Linked DNA regions of Mus musculus: regions 2, 3, 4 and 5 are each linked to region 1. Evidence: chromatin contacts called from public promoter capture Hi-C data. All regions are on one chromosome and are shown on one strand. The core of a region is the stretch at or near the end of the contact, and the rest is flanking DNA. Distances in the headings are between cores, read along the strand shown.

What was found. Promoter capture Hi-C pulls out the DNA fragments that hold promoters and counts their contacts.
Region 2: a promoter capture Hi-C map of hippocampal neurons shows a contact between it and region 1, with 2.6 times the contacts expected there. The contact joins the promoter of Mmp27 here to the promoter of Cep126 in region 1. A contact is called at or near these places in 8 of 39 promoter capture datasets (the 3T3-L1 cell line, embryonic stem cells, hematopoietic stem and progenitor cells and 4 more) and 1 of 9 other capture datasets (adipose tissue).
Region 3: a promoter capture Hi-C map of hippocampal neurons shows a contact between it and region 1, with 4 times the contacts expected there. The contact joins the enhancer-like site here to the promoter of Cep126 in region 1. A contact is called at or near these places in 10 of 39 promoter capture datasets (cranial neural crest, embryonic stem cells, frontonasal cranial neural crest and 4 more) and 1 of 115 datasets of contacts at active chromatin or transcription factors (stem cell-derived neural progenitor cells).
Region 4: a promoter capture Hi-C map of hippocampal neurons shows a contact between it and region 1, with 3 times the contacts expected there. The contact joins the enhancer-like site here to the promoter of Cep126 in region 1. A contact is called at or near these places in 4 of 39 promoter capture datasets (hippocampal neurons, liver and pre-B cells) and 1 of 115 datasets of contacts at active chromatin or transcription factors (large pre-B cells).
Region 5: a promoter capture Hi-C map of hippocampal neurons shows a contact between it and region 1, with 5 times the contacts expected there. The contact joins the promoter of Pgr here to the promoter of Cep126 in region 1. A contact is called at or near these places in 4 of 39 promoter capture datasets (cranial neural crest, embryonic stem cells, hippocampal neurons and 1 more) and 1 of 9 other capture datasets (embryonic stem cells).

What each region holds. Positions count from the first base shown.
Region 1 is chr9:8,133,182-8,135,881 of GRCm38.p6, forward strand. Cep126 (centrosomal protein 126) reads right to left here and starts at 1,265. Exons shown (of 11, transcript NM_001045524.2): 1 at 917-1,265. The coding sequence starts at 1,029.
Region 2 is chr9:7,570,132-7,572,831 of GRCm38.p6, forward strand. Mmp27 (matrix metallopeptidase 27) reads left to right here and starts at 1,265. Exons shown (of 10, transcript NM_001310717.1): 1 at 1,265-1,470; 2 at 1,814-2,052. The coding sequence starts at 1,327. The region is part of intron 2 of Gm31751 (a long non-coding RNA gene); the gene reads right to left.
Region 3 is chr9:7,594,184-7,596,883 of GRCm38.p6, forward strand. All of the region lies in intron 2 of Gm31751 (a long non-coding RNA gene), which reads right to left. Among named protein-coding and RNA genes, the nearest start is that of Gm31751, 24 kb to the right of the region's middle. Within about 2 kb of position 1,273, at least 123 of the 459 cell types and tissues checked have an H3K27ac peak or open chromatin away from gene starts, as enhancers often do. A contact at or near this core is called in hippocampal neurons, where this site is marked.
Region 4 is chr9:7,215,101-7,217,846 of GRCm38.p6, forward strand. It overlaps a transcript of Dcun1d5 not described here. Among named protein-coding and RNA genes, the nearest start is that of Dcun1d5, 32 kb to the left of the region's middle. Within about 2 kb of position 1,346, at least 4 of the 459 cell types and tissues checked have an H3K27ac peak or open chromatin away from gene starts, as enhancers often do.
Region 5 is chr9:8,898,493-8,901,192 of GRCm38.p6, forward strand. Pgr (progesterone receptor) reads left to right here and starts at 1,341. Exons shown (of 8, transcript NM_008829.2): 1 at 1,341-2,700. The coding sequence starts at 1,976.

The sequences.
Region 1 (2,700 bases), core at 15-2,514:
GAAGACAAGTTCCTGAGGAGAGAGTATTTGGGCATTAACGGAGCCCTAACGTACCTGCATTCTTAGAGCCCAGAGGAGGGTCAGCCGAAGAGGAGACCCTTGATGAAAACTCATGATTTGCTGTTAAAACTGTTAAGAGCATATCCTAGCAGAAGGTGGGACCTAGGGCTGAGGAAGTGGAGGGAGGCTGGTAGTGGTGGAAGGGACTCCATTTCCTGAGAAAAACATGAGCAAACATCATCACCACCAGCCAGTCTTCTGAGACTATGAAGGGTAAATTCTAATTATCATAATGTTCTCTGGAAGAATAAACCCGCTTTATGTACTTAAAAAACAAAGCGTATTGACATTTCCACAATGTTTATGTTACCAATAGTAACATCAAATTGAAATTCAACGATTTCTCATGGAAAATCAGAAATAATCCAGATTGTCAAGATTCGTGCCCCCTGCTTTTCCTTTCGTCTGTGTGACAACAGAGTGGACAGAGATGGGATACAAAATGATCAGAACGAACTAGGGTTCTCCAGCTCTGGGAAGGGTGTGCGGCTAACAAGTAAAACGGAACAGCCCACGATTTTAGCCTCGGGCAATTTCTCTTTCTAAGGAGCAGGACTAAGACGTCTCTGTAAGTAAAGGGTGTAACGCTGTAATTCAAAAAGGCGAATCTTCGCCCGTCCAATACAGGACCGATGCATTTAAAAATCCACAAAAATCTGACAGCCAAGTCGAAGTGCGGGGGTGGGAAGGAGGGGGAAGAGGTCACAAAGTAGGAGACAAAAGTGTAACTTCAGGTCGGGGTGGGGTGGGGTGGGGTGGGGTGAGAACTGCTAAAGCAAATATCCGCACTGAAAATGACTTGCCAGTTTCCATGCCCTTGCCTGCGTGCTCCAGGGGGAGGGCGTGGAAAGGATACAGGTAAGCGCCGGGTCGCGGCCGACCGCCGCCGTCACGGGCGCCCGGCGCGTCTGGGGGTCCGGCGCCCACGCCTGCGCCTGCGCTCTGGGCTCCGGGCCTGCCCGCCAGCATCCTTCACCTCAGCGCCGTCCGCATGGCCGCTCGGCCTCCCTCGTCCTCTCCTCGGCGCTCCGGGCAGTGCGTCTCCCAGGTCTCGCGTCACGGGCGTCGCAGGCTCGGCTGCGGCAATCCTGGCTTCGCAGCGGCCCCGGCGACAGTGGCGACGGCAGCGGCGAGGGCGGCGACCTCGCAGGGCGACGGCGGAGGTGGCGGCCGCGACCCCGCCGCAGCCATCTTGACAACCAACCGACGCCGCGTCCTTCGCGACGGAAACTAGGCGGAACGCGGGGCGGGGCTGCGAGGGGGAAGCGGCCAATGAGGGGCCGGCTCGCTCAAAGGGGCGGCCGAGGCGAGCTGAGGTAAACTGCGGCGAGCCGAGGTTAAACCAAGTTAAATGGAAGCAAGCTAAGGAAAGCAAGCTAAGTACACTGAAGCACACCGAGGTGAGACAAAGTAAGCCAAGGTAAACTGAGGTAAACAGAAGTTGAAATAAACGGAGGCAAGCGGAATTAAACGGGTATGCTGAGATGAGATGAGGTAAACTGAGGCAAGCTGCGCTTAAACTTAATTAAGCAGAGGGAAGCTGAGGTAAACTGAGGTACACCGCGGTGTGATGAGATAACTTGAGGTGAGCTGAGGTTTAACTGAATTACTCAATCAAGCTTAAGCAAACTGAGATTACACCTAATTAAGCAGAGAGAAATTGACACAAGTGGAGGTACACTGAGGTAAGATGATGCAAGCTGAGGTTAAAGCGAGTTACCATTTACGAAGGTAAAATGAGGTAAGCTGAGTTATACTGACTTAACTAAAGTAAACTGAGGTGAATTGAGGTTAAACTGAGATGAAGTAAACTGAGGCAAGTTAGGGCAAGTTGAGTTGGGCAGATGACTCGCAGTTGTGAGAGAGCATAGCTGAACTGTACTTTAGAGCTTGATTCGGCTCTTCCCTTTTCTGAGTGTTTTCTTGAGAGTATTAACAGATGAAAGACAGTGAATGGAAAATTCCTAGATACGGGCAAATATTACAGACAGCCTGGAAATGATTATTTGGGGCATAATTTGTTAGGTATGGAATCCTGTGGTGAACTTTTAGATGGTGAGACCTTTCCCATTATCACTCTTTTCAAAACTACTTTCCCTTGTAGAGGTGAAAGGAAGAGGAGGAGGAAGAGGAAGAGGAGGGAGAAGAGGAGAAAAAGAAAGATAAAAAAGCTTTGCAAAGTGGAAATTTTCTTTCCTCACTTGCTCTCATCCATTTCTTGATACTTAGGTCATTTTCTCTCTGCTGTCCCACTTCAAAAGATCGTTATGGTCCTTGATTGGCTGCCAGAATCTGCAAATGGACCATCACAGCAAAAATGGCCTGAAAAGAAGTCCAGATTTAGCTTAATAATCTCCTGGGAAGGTATGCCAAAAGAGATCTGTGTATTGAAATGGCTTCTGTATAGAAAATTAAACAGTTTTGAGCCACTAGGTTAATGGCTATATAAATGAAAATCTGGACCAAAACTGGGCCTTTTTGTTGGAGCCCAGTGTAAAATCACAAAATTTGACTGGATGTTAGATTTACATTTTATTTTTGTGTATAAAAATTTCCAAATTGCTAGCAGAATGTACAAACCAAATAAAGATCACTCACCCACCATTCAACTTTGTGAACTTAAAGCAATTCAAATAATAA
Region 2 (2,700 bases), core at 15-2,514, 560 kb before region 1:
GAGAGGAGGCTGAGCAAGCCAGGGGAAGCAAGCCAGTAAAGAACATCCCTCCATGGCCTCTGCATCAGCTCCTGCTTTCTGACCTGCTTGAGTTCCAGTCCTAACTTCCTTCAGTGATGAACAGCAATGTGGAAGAGTAAGCTGAATAAATCCTTTCCTCCCCAACTTGCTTCTTGGTCATGATGTTTGTGCAGGAATAGAAACCCTGACTAAGACAGGTGGGGTTCCTCAAAGAATATTAAGAACTTTATTTCTCTTCCTTCCTTGTTTTATGCTACCTGCAATGTAGGTTCAATAGCCATCTTTTGAGAAACCACACAGCCCCTGATGTAGAGAGGTGATTCACTCTAGACGCCACAGACCAAACCTCGGCTGCTCTTACACAAACAAAATATCACTTTGAGTTTTATTAACTATCTGCTATTGTGCATTTTCCTATTGTGTTCAATTAAATCTCATCACATACCATAGAAGCCTGGAATACACCCTGCCTCCTGTAAGAAAGGTCTCCAACTCCCCACACCCATCCTTGGGTACTAACAGCTTCTCAGATAACTTTCTGTCCCAGAAGTTCCAAGCAGATTGCACAACATAGTTAACAAACATTTGAAAGTTGGCAATGTGATAAACAGACATCCAACAAGAAACTCTGAGAAACCAGAGACAATTCTGGTAGAAAAAAGCAAACAGTTGCTATAAGAATGTTTAACATGTGGAGGAGAAAAAAGAAGTTGGGGGAGGACTGGAGGAGTGGAGGGATGAGAAACTGGTTAGGATATAAAAAACAAATAAATTTTTAAAAAGAATGTTTAACACCATTACCATAAAAAAGACATTACAAAAAACATTCAAATATAATACTAAAATAAATAATAATAACAAACAATTACTCATATTTAACTAGCCAGTACTCCTAACAATTAAAGACACAGAGGCTGGGAAGTGGCTCAGTAGGCAGAACTCATATAGAAGCCAGGCACCATAGCACAGTACTTAAACTAATATCCGACTCCATTGTCTCTTCCAATCACACTACCAAGATATGCTAGTGTTTTCTGCCAAAGTAAATTATTTCAAAATTCATAACAACCTACCAAAACTACCAGTAAAACTACCAGTTTTGAGACCAGAAGACTAACTTGGGGGCCTTGCTATTGTCAGCGCTCAAAAGTGAGCAATGTGCTAGATAAGCAATCACCAACTGTGGTTGCAAAATTCAAGTTTATCTAAGGGGAAAACGAAGTCATGAGACACTTCATGGCAATGTGCTTTGCTGTTATTAATTAAGTGATTACTTCATGCCACGTCTCACTGTCAACTTTCTAAATGCCATACAAACAGAAACAAGCTTTAACTGAAGAGACAGGAATGAAGTGCCTTCTGTCTCTGATGGTTAATTTTATAACACTTTCCGCTGCATTTCCTCCAGACAGGAAGGACAAAAATGAGGAGAACAACCAACTGGCCCAGGTAGGATTTCAATGAATGCTAAAAGCAACAAGCAATAAAATGTGCCTTTTATAGCTTCTCTCGGGACTTTCCAAGACAGCACATTCCTGCAGAGTCTCAGAGTATCTCAGAAGAATGAGGTCCTTTCCATGTGTCTAACTCTAAGGTTAAATTGCATAAGTTTGCAAAATAGAGCATCATCTCTGATGTCTCCTAGAATTTCAAGAGCATAAGATGAAAGGAACAGTAAGAATATAAGCCAAGTGGCTGCCCTTAGTTGTATGGGTGTGTGATTTGGCTAATTCTAGTCACTCATAAACCTTTGCTCTCCTGTAGTCTGTGTCCTTTACATCTTTCCTGACAGGCATATCTCAACCAGTTCTACTCTCTTGAAATAGAAGGGAGTCATTTTGTCCAAAGCAAGAACAGGAGTCTCTTTGATGGAAAACTTCGGGAAATGCAGGCATTTTTCGGATTGACAGTGACTGGAAAACTGGATTCAGACACACTTGCGATCATGAAAGTGCCCAGGTGTGGGGTACCAGATGTGGGGCAATATGGCTACACACTCCCTGGGTGGAGAAAATACAGCCTTACATACAGGTAATGTTTCTACCAACTTTGGTTAACTAACCCAAATAAGTAATCTCCAAGAAGCAACCACAGTGATGGCTTATCTAACTGACACTTTCGAAAGTGCATGCCACTTTGTGGGTTCTATGTATCTCATCCCCTCATTAGACCTATGCTGTGGGCAGTATGACAACCACACGGAAACTAAATCGAAAGGCTATCGCCTGTAGCTAGTGCTACAGAGTTGGCTCAGGCAGATAGGTTCCAATCTCTAGGCTCCCTTCTCCCCTGTGAGCTCAGAATAGGCAGCACCACCATCTGCTACAATGCCCTGGAGGCATGGTGAGGTGTGCAGAAAGAAGGGAAGGGTGTGAGTGTGGGGGAGGAGGAACACGTTCATTCGTGCATCCACGCATGTGCTCATGTAGAGGGGTGGTTGAGGGTGTGTGTGTGTGTGTGTGTGTGTGTGTGTGTGTGTGTGTGTGTGTTTTAGAGCTATCAAATCTCAAATCTTAGATGGGTCCCAGTATAACAATGTATACCCTGTGTACTTGGCTATTTAAGGATAAGGAACTACAAGAGATTTAATGAAAAAAGTAAAAAAAAAAAAAAAAAAAAAAAAAAAGTTAGCTAAGAGGTTAAGGAAATGACTCATCAGTAAAGAGCTTGTAGACTCTT
Region 3 (2,700 bases), core at 23-2,522, 540 kb before region 1:
TTTGGGCCCAGCATATCAAATATCTGAATTATGATTCATAACAATGGCAAAATTACAGTTATAAAGTAGCAACAAACTAATTTTATAGTTAGCAGTCACCACATGAGGAACTATATTAAAGGGTCTCCACATTAGGAAGGTTGAGAGCTACTGCTTTAGTCTAACTTTGACTCTGTCTAGGGTGGACAAACATTTCTTCACATCTCAGAAAAAGTAATACAACACTATGGAAGCTTCACGCTCCACTCACGGTAAAGTTGACTGAGAGCAGTGTGCTGCGGGATTTTGAGTAGACCTGAACTATAGGAATATTCAAGTAGATTGTATTTCACTAATTTTTGGCATGTCTGTAATATTGTGTAGTTTTTAACCTTTCAAGAAAAGGAAGAAAACAGACGTGTTCTCCATCCACTCAGTGACAGAGGAGAAAACTAAGCTGCATGTTCACCAATGGCAAGGACGGGGCTCATATTTGCATGCGTTGACTGGGGGGTCATCTTCTTTTGACTACGATTCCTTTCTATACAACAATCTCTGTCTTCAGTTTGTACTTTTGTTGCTGTTGCAGGTTGTTTTAGCCTCCTTTGCATGTGCACGAGCACACACACACAACTTAATGTATGGGATGTGTCTTTGGCTTCTATATAGTCAGTACAGTGTCTGTCCAAGTTAGCTCTGTTGTCAACATGACAAGGTTTAGAGTCATCTGAGCAGAAAGCCTCCATTGAGAATTGGCTTGCAGGCATGTCTGTGAGACACTGCCTTGATTCTTAATTGATGTGGGAGGACCCAGTCCACTGTGGATGGCACCATCCTTAAGAAGGCCATGTATAAGAAAGCTAGCTGAGCTTGTGACTGAGTGAGCTAGAGAGGTAGCCTGCAAGCAGTGTTCCTCCATTGTTTTGCTTCAATCTCCTGCTTTTCTCTGATTCCCTCCATGGTGGACCATGACCTGGAAGTGTAAGCCAAATAAACCCTCCCTCCCCAAGTTGCTTCTGATCAGAGTGTTTATCCCAGCAAGAGAGAGTCCACAACACTGACCAAGACCAAGGAGGCCAGAGGAGTGTATGTAATGAGATGATCACATGTTGGAGCGAAACAAGGAAATAAATCATAGCCTCGCTTGTGCCTTCTGTGCTCCCTGTGTTGGTGCCGATATGCACAAGCCTCTAAGGATTATGAAACCGAAAGCTTGGAGTTGGCACCAGACAGCAGAGCCTGGCTGTGCAGGCTCGGGATGTTTCCTGTGGAAGCTGAAGTCCAGTGCTGCCATCTAGTGATCATGAGCAGAACCAAGACTCTCCCGCCCTGACCTGCAGCTGGTCCATGCCCCACAAGCAGAACCTAGCCTGTGTGCCAACGCCTGTAAGCTGAGGCAAACACAGCTAAACCTGTTGACCCTAGGCTGTGCAGGGGTTGACCTAAGGTGGCCTGGTTCTCTTCTCAATCCACAGTTCAGCTGCTGGTGGCTTTCACCTCACAAAGGTGAACAGGGTGCATCTTTCTCTCCACATTTAAGTGTTTTAAAGCTGAGATTATGAATCACTGATGCAACGAGAATCAACAGAAAGAAATGATCAATTGTTGTACAATTAGGTCAAAATCTTGGGAGGGCAGGGCCTGATAGGTGTGTCTAGCAAGTTCCCAAGCCCCGTGTGCTCCCCGACTCTTTTTCAATAGCCCTCACTTCTGCTCCATTCTGAAATGACTGTTAGTGTAGTGCGTGCATGCGTGTGTGTGTGTGTGTGTGTGTGTGTGTGTGAGAGAGAGAGAGAGAGAGAGAGAGAGAGAGAGAGAGAGAGAGAGAGAGAGTCCAAATTACCTAGAGAGCTTGTTTTAAACAGGCACAGCTATCCCATGGCTAAATTTTCTGATTTAGTCAGTCTTGAATGAATTCCAGAATTTGCATCTCTAATAGGTTTCCAAGTAGAATTATTTGAATCCTGAATTTCCTCTAAAGTTCTCATGCAGTTAAGACTTTCTCCAAAGCTAGATACATCTGTAAGCCCAATACAAAGCTTCTCTCTCCATATGTATGTATGTATGTATGTATGTATGTATGTATGTGTATATATAGAGAAATTATATAATAAATAATTATATTTATTATTTATCTCTCTACATATATATGTATAGGCATATATACTTATGTATATATACATATATATGTGCATATTCTTAAGAGATAGCTTCTAGCAGAAGCAACTTAACATCATTGGGAACATGCCCTTGAAGAGGATATTAGGACCCCAGATTTTCTATCCTCTTCTTCCCCCCTCCCTCACATTTTCTTCCCCAGCTGCCATGATATAAACAGGTTTACAACTGCAGACTCTCTCCTTATTGCATGTCTAAAAGCCACGAACTCCTGCAGCCATGGACTACAACCTCTGGAACTCAAAGCCAGAATATGCCTTACCTCTCTCTTGGTTGAGTTTCTTCCCCCATTGTTATTGCTGCTGCTGCTGCTGCTGCTGCTACTGTTTGGAAACAGAGTCCCCCATGTAGACTTGGCTAGCCCTAAACTTAAAATTTTCCTATCTGTCTTTTGAGTGCTGAGCTTGTAAGCTAGTACCCCGGGTATTTATCGATAAGTTGACATTCTAAAGTATCCATTACAGTGTAGGGCCCTAAGCTATGCATTGTTGGCTTGAAGGTCAGAATTTGCAGACACCATAGTTGGCGCGTTTCCAGCCCATC
Region 4 (2,746 bases), core at 96-2,595, 920 kb before region 1:
CCTGCCAATTCACAAGCATGGGAGAACTTCCCATCTTCTGAGGTCTTCGATTTCTTTCTTCAGAGACTTTTGAAGTTCTTGTCATACAGATCTTTCACTTGCTTGGTTAGTCACACCAAGATATTTTATGTTGTTTGTGACTATTATGAAGGGTGTCGTTTCTCTAATTTCTATCTTAGCCTGTGTATTTTTGAGTATAGGAAGGCTACTAATTTGTTTGAGTCAATTTAATATCCAGCCACTTTGCTGAAGTTGTTTATCAGCTGTAGGAGTTCTTCGGTGGAATTTTTAGGGTCACTTAATTATACTATCATATCATCTGCAAATAGTGATATTTTGACTTCTTCCTTTCCAATTAGTATCCCTTTGACCTTTTGTTGTCTAATTGCTCTGGCTAAGACTTCAAGTACTATATTGAATAGAATGGGAGAAAGGGCAGCCTTGTCTAGTCCCTGATTCTAGTGGGACTGCTTCAAGTTTCTCTCCATTTAATTTGCTGTTGGCTACTGGTTTGCTGTATATTGCTCTTACTGTGTTTAAATATGGGCCTTGAATTCCTCATCTTTCCAAGACTTTTAACATGAAGGAATGTTACATTTTGTCAAATGCTTTCTCAGCATCTAATGAAATGATCATGTGGTTTGGTTTTTTTTATTATTATTATTGTTGTTGTGGCATTTGTTTATGTAGTGGATTACATTGACGGATTTCTGTATATTGACCATGCCTGCATCCCTGGGATGAAGCCTACTTGATCGTGGTGAATGATAGTTTTGATGTGTTCTTGGACTCAGTTTGTGAGAAATTTATTAAATGTTTTTGCATCAATATTTATAAGGGAAATTGCTCTGAAGTTCTCTTTCTTTGTTGGGATTGTGTAGATTAGGTATAAGCTGCAATTGTGGCTTCATAGAACAAATTGGGTCGTCTTTCTTCTGTTTCTATTTTGTGGGGTAGTTTGAAGAGTATTGGTATTAGGTCTTCTTTGAAGGTCTGATAGAATTCTGCACTAAACCCTTCTGGCCCTGCGCTTTGTTGTTGTTGTTGTTGTTGTTGGAAGGTAATTTCTTTAATTTCTTTTTCAAGTAATGATGTAATATTAACATTCTCAGACACAGCACACCCCCTAATGTTATGAAGCACTTGGATTTTTAAAGCAATACTGATAATAGTTACCAAATATATAATCAAATGGTACATTAAAAGGATATGTGTCATTTTATTATTTCAAACTTTTTGTTCTGAACAATACAGTTTTACGTTTTAAGAATACTATGCTAATTCACTTCTGGTAGTTGGAAAATGCCTTCTGATTCAATTCGATAGTTTTAGCACTAGAGGGCAGCCTTGCCTGCTTCTGGATTGTGAAGAACTGAGTGAATTTAATTAAGCTAGCTTAATCTTAAACATTCAACCTCAGTAAATGAATGTCTTAGTCTCTTTAGAATCAAGTTTTCCATCCACTGTGGGTTTTTTCTTATTATTCTGAAAGTACAAAATAAGACTGATTTTGAGGGAGAGGGAGTTAGTTGTTGATGTTATTATATATCTCCATATAAAATCCAAGGAAAACACAAGTATCATTTACTGTAGTTATGTTCAGATATGATAATGGATTGAACATAGAAACATATAAATGGAACAGAATATGGAGCTAATTAAAGAAAATCTTGTACATGAAAATATTTATTCAGAAAACAGATTTAGCTCCTAACTGTGCTGATCTTGTAATAGGAGTCAAGGCAAAACCATATCCAAGTGAGTACCTATGTAAATAAGCTGTTGTACAAGCATTCCCAGCGCTCCAGAGTTTGCACCTGTGTACTAAATATCTGTTCTCTTCAGTTTTAGAGATCCTGACCCGTTAGTCTTTGGTGCTGGCAAGTACCCATCACAGTGCTTGGCATTTAGGCTAATCCACACTGTTTGAATATGTAGATACAAAGCATCACAGCTTATACAAACCTGTTTTCACACGTCTAGGGAAGCTTTCCTATCATTGTGTCTGAAGATATGAATATATACTTCTGTCTTTTCTTATTTTCTCTAACAACCTTTACCTATGGATAAAGGTTATTAGACATTGACTATTAGACTGTAATGTTTAGTAGGAAACAAAATAAATAAAAACCAAAAGCATTGTCAACGGTGGAAAGGAAATTCTAGCCTTTTTACAGTCCTCGGATTTCCAATCTGACTTTTATTGGAGAAGTTGAAGGTGAAATATAACATCTGCAGTGAATGAACCCTCTTCTTTCTCACAATTTTCACTAGGAAGGTCTTCTCACATTCAGGACTGGTTTTCTGCACCTTTGGGCATTCTTTCTTCCTCATGCTAGTTCTTGAATTTCTTTGTACATGAAGATCTTTGTAACATCCTTATTTATCAGGACAAGGCAATACCGTGCAGACTATCTATTCTCCAGTCTGAATCAAGCATCAGTTGAACTTGCTGGATATGTGTTCAATAAATGCTAGCAGTTACATAAAATCATTTGAAAGAGTTGGTCCACTTATAGATGCATTTGGTAATGTAAGAAAAACTTGGCCCCTAATGTCAATGATGTTTACCAATTATTTCCTCTGTTAGTACAGTTGACATGGTTCAGTGGTTCTTAAGAAGTGGTTAAATATAAGTAAGTGGGATTCTTAGTCTAGAGCAGCAGTTCTCAACCTGTGAGTCGGAACCCCTTTGTGGTCAAACAATTCTCTCACAGGGGAAATCTAGAGGTTTGAAAAATAGATA
Region 5 (2,700 bases), core at 91-2,590, 770 kb after region 1:
CTTCTCCCTCCCTAATTCTCACACATTTAAAATTAGTCAGCAATATCTCATTGCTGGAATAGTCCACACCCAAGCCCAATGGTCCAGTGTAACAGCAGCAATTCACGACTATGTAGCACCTCCCTGGTGATTGACATCTAGGCACCTTGCCTCCAGCAGCTCTGCCATCTCTGCAGTTTTGGAGCCTTTCACAAATCTTCTAGACCTGGCTGAGAATAACTGCAGGCTTCAGCATTAAAATGGCCTGGAAACACTCAAAGGCATTTCCCAAACGACTAACTCACTTTTGAATAGCGATGTGTCACGGCATCCACTGACTGGGCTTGAGAGTGGACAGCTTATGACGGTGTATAAAATAAATCATATTACTCTCTCCCCTCCACAGTGTTCTCATGACTTTAAAGGTGATTTATTCTTAAAGCTCAATGGTAATTATTCTAAGAGTAGAGAAACATAGAGGGGAGAAAATGCCATTTAGCTTTCCCAGTGGAAAACTTAATATGTGATGTAGATATTTAGTAAGGACTGAAGAGAACCTCATGAAAATCAGAACAAACAGAATATGACACTCAATGTCCAAACTCCCCATACAGGCAGCGATGTGTTACCAACTGTCTTCCATCCTTAACTGCTAAGTCACATTGGTGGCCCACTTGTCACAAGAATAGTTTGAGCGTGTTAGAGGAAGGCTGGACAGGCAGCCAGTAAGGTTGTTCAGTGTCAAACTCAGGATGAGTTCTATCTCCAGAATCTGCATGGTTCAAGGAGGAAATCCACTCTTTGGGGCTAGTCTTAGACTACCATATGCACGCGACACATGCAAGCACTCACACATATACACACAGAGCACTTGCTGCTCCTGCAGAGAACCCCAGTTAGGACCTCAGCACCTATATCAGAGCACCTGCAACTTCACCTCTGAGGGCTCTCACCCTCTCTGCTGACGTCTGAGCAACTATATAACCATGTAACATACACTCCCAGAGACATATACACGTAATAAAATGAAAATACTTGAGATCATTTTATACCTTTTATACAAAAAATAAAATGTCACGATATGTCACTGTCTGTGTTGAATATTTACAAATATTTTCAAATCCTGAAATCTTTACAACAACTTTGCTTTTTATAGGGTGGGGCTGGCATGCTTCTTAATTCAGTACAAATTCTGATATGTTTAGATTTCTTCTCAAAGCATCTGATATTCCAGGTGGAATCAGACTAGTGAGTAGCTGGAATTCCAACGCCAGAGATTTAGATCTAGCCAGTGATTGGCTAGGGAGGGGCTTTGGGCGGGCCTTCCTAGAGCGCCAACGCTTGCTAGAAAGCTATGGAGCCAGTCTAGACTGTCACTATCAGTCTTTGTAGTATTTACGGGTGCGAGGATTCTGACATTCTGCTAACTTCTCTTAGCTTTACTAGAGCAACCTGCAACCAGAACTCGCTGGGATTGTAGAGAACCTAGGGAGCCATAGAGACTGTCGCTGCAGGAGAACGAGTAAGAATGGGCTACGTCTTAGCCCCAGGTTTTTGGTGAGGACTGTAAAGCAAACTTCCTAGGATGTCTAGGTTTCAACAAACATAAGAAGTCCGGAGATAGCGGGAGTCCTTTTTTTCAGCACCGGCCACACCAGTTCCGGGTCTCCCATTCAAGAAGAAACACGAAAAAAAGTCTCTCGAATAACTCCCAGTTCTCAGACCAGACCAGCTTGCTCCAGCTACTTCTTCCTGTCCTCACCCCACCGCGACCGGGACAGCGCGACTACCACCCTTCCTCTGCGTCTGGGTGGAGGGTAAGGACAGGAGCTGACCAAGACCGCCCCTCCCAACCAGGAGGTGGAGATCCCACGGGTCCTGCGACTCTACACCCACTTCCTCCTCCCTCTGCCCCTATATCACCGGCACCCCCTCCTCCTTCCCTTTTCCCTCCTCCCAGGAGACAGGGGAGGAGAAAAGGGGAGCTTGGGTCGTCATGACTGAGCTGCAGGCAAAGGATCCGCAGGTTCTCCACACGTCTGGCGCTTCGCCCTCCCCCCCACACATCGGGTCCCCCTTGCTTGCACGCTTGGACTCAGGTCCCTTCCAAGGGAGCCAGCACTCGGACGTGTCGTCTGTAGTCTCGCCTATACCGATCTCCCTGGACGGGCTGCTTTTTCCTCGGTCCTGCCGGGGTCCCGAGCTCCCAGACGGAAAGACAGGGGACCAGCAGTCGCTGTCCGACGTGGAGGGAGCTTTCTCTGGGGTAGAAGCCACTCATAGGGAAGGAGGCAGAAATTCCAGAGCCCCGGAGAAGGACAGCAGACTCTTAGACAGTGTCTTAGACTCGTTGTTGACTCCCTCCGGGACCGAACAGAGTCACGCCAGCCCTCCAGCCTGCGAGGCCATCACTTCCTGGTGTCTCTTTGGGCCAGAGCTTCCAGAAGACCCCCGCAGTGTCCCTGCTACCAAAGGGTTGTTGTCCCCGCTCATGAGTCGGCCAGAGATCAAGGCTGGCGACAGCTCCGGGACAGGAGCAGGACAGAAGGTGCTGCCCAAAGGACTGTCACCACCCAGGCAGCTGTTGCTCCCTACCTCGGGGAGTGCTCACTGGCCCGGGGCAGGGGTGAAGCCGTCCCCGCAGCCAGCTGCAGGGGAGGTGGAAGAGGACAGTGGCCTGGAGACCGAGGGCTCTGCAGCTCCGCTTCTAAAGAGCAAACC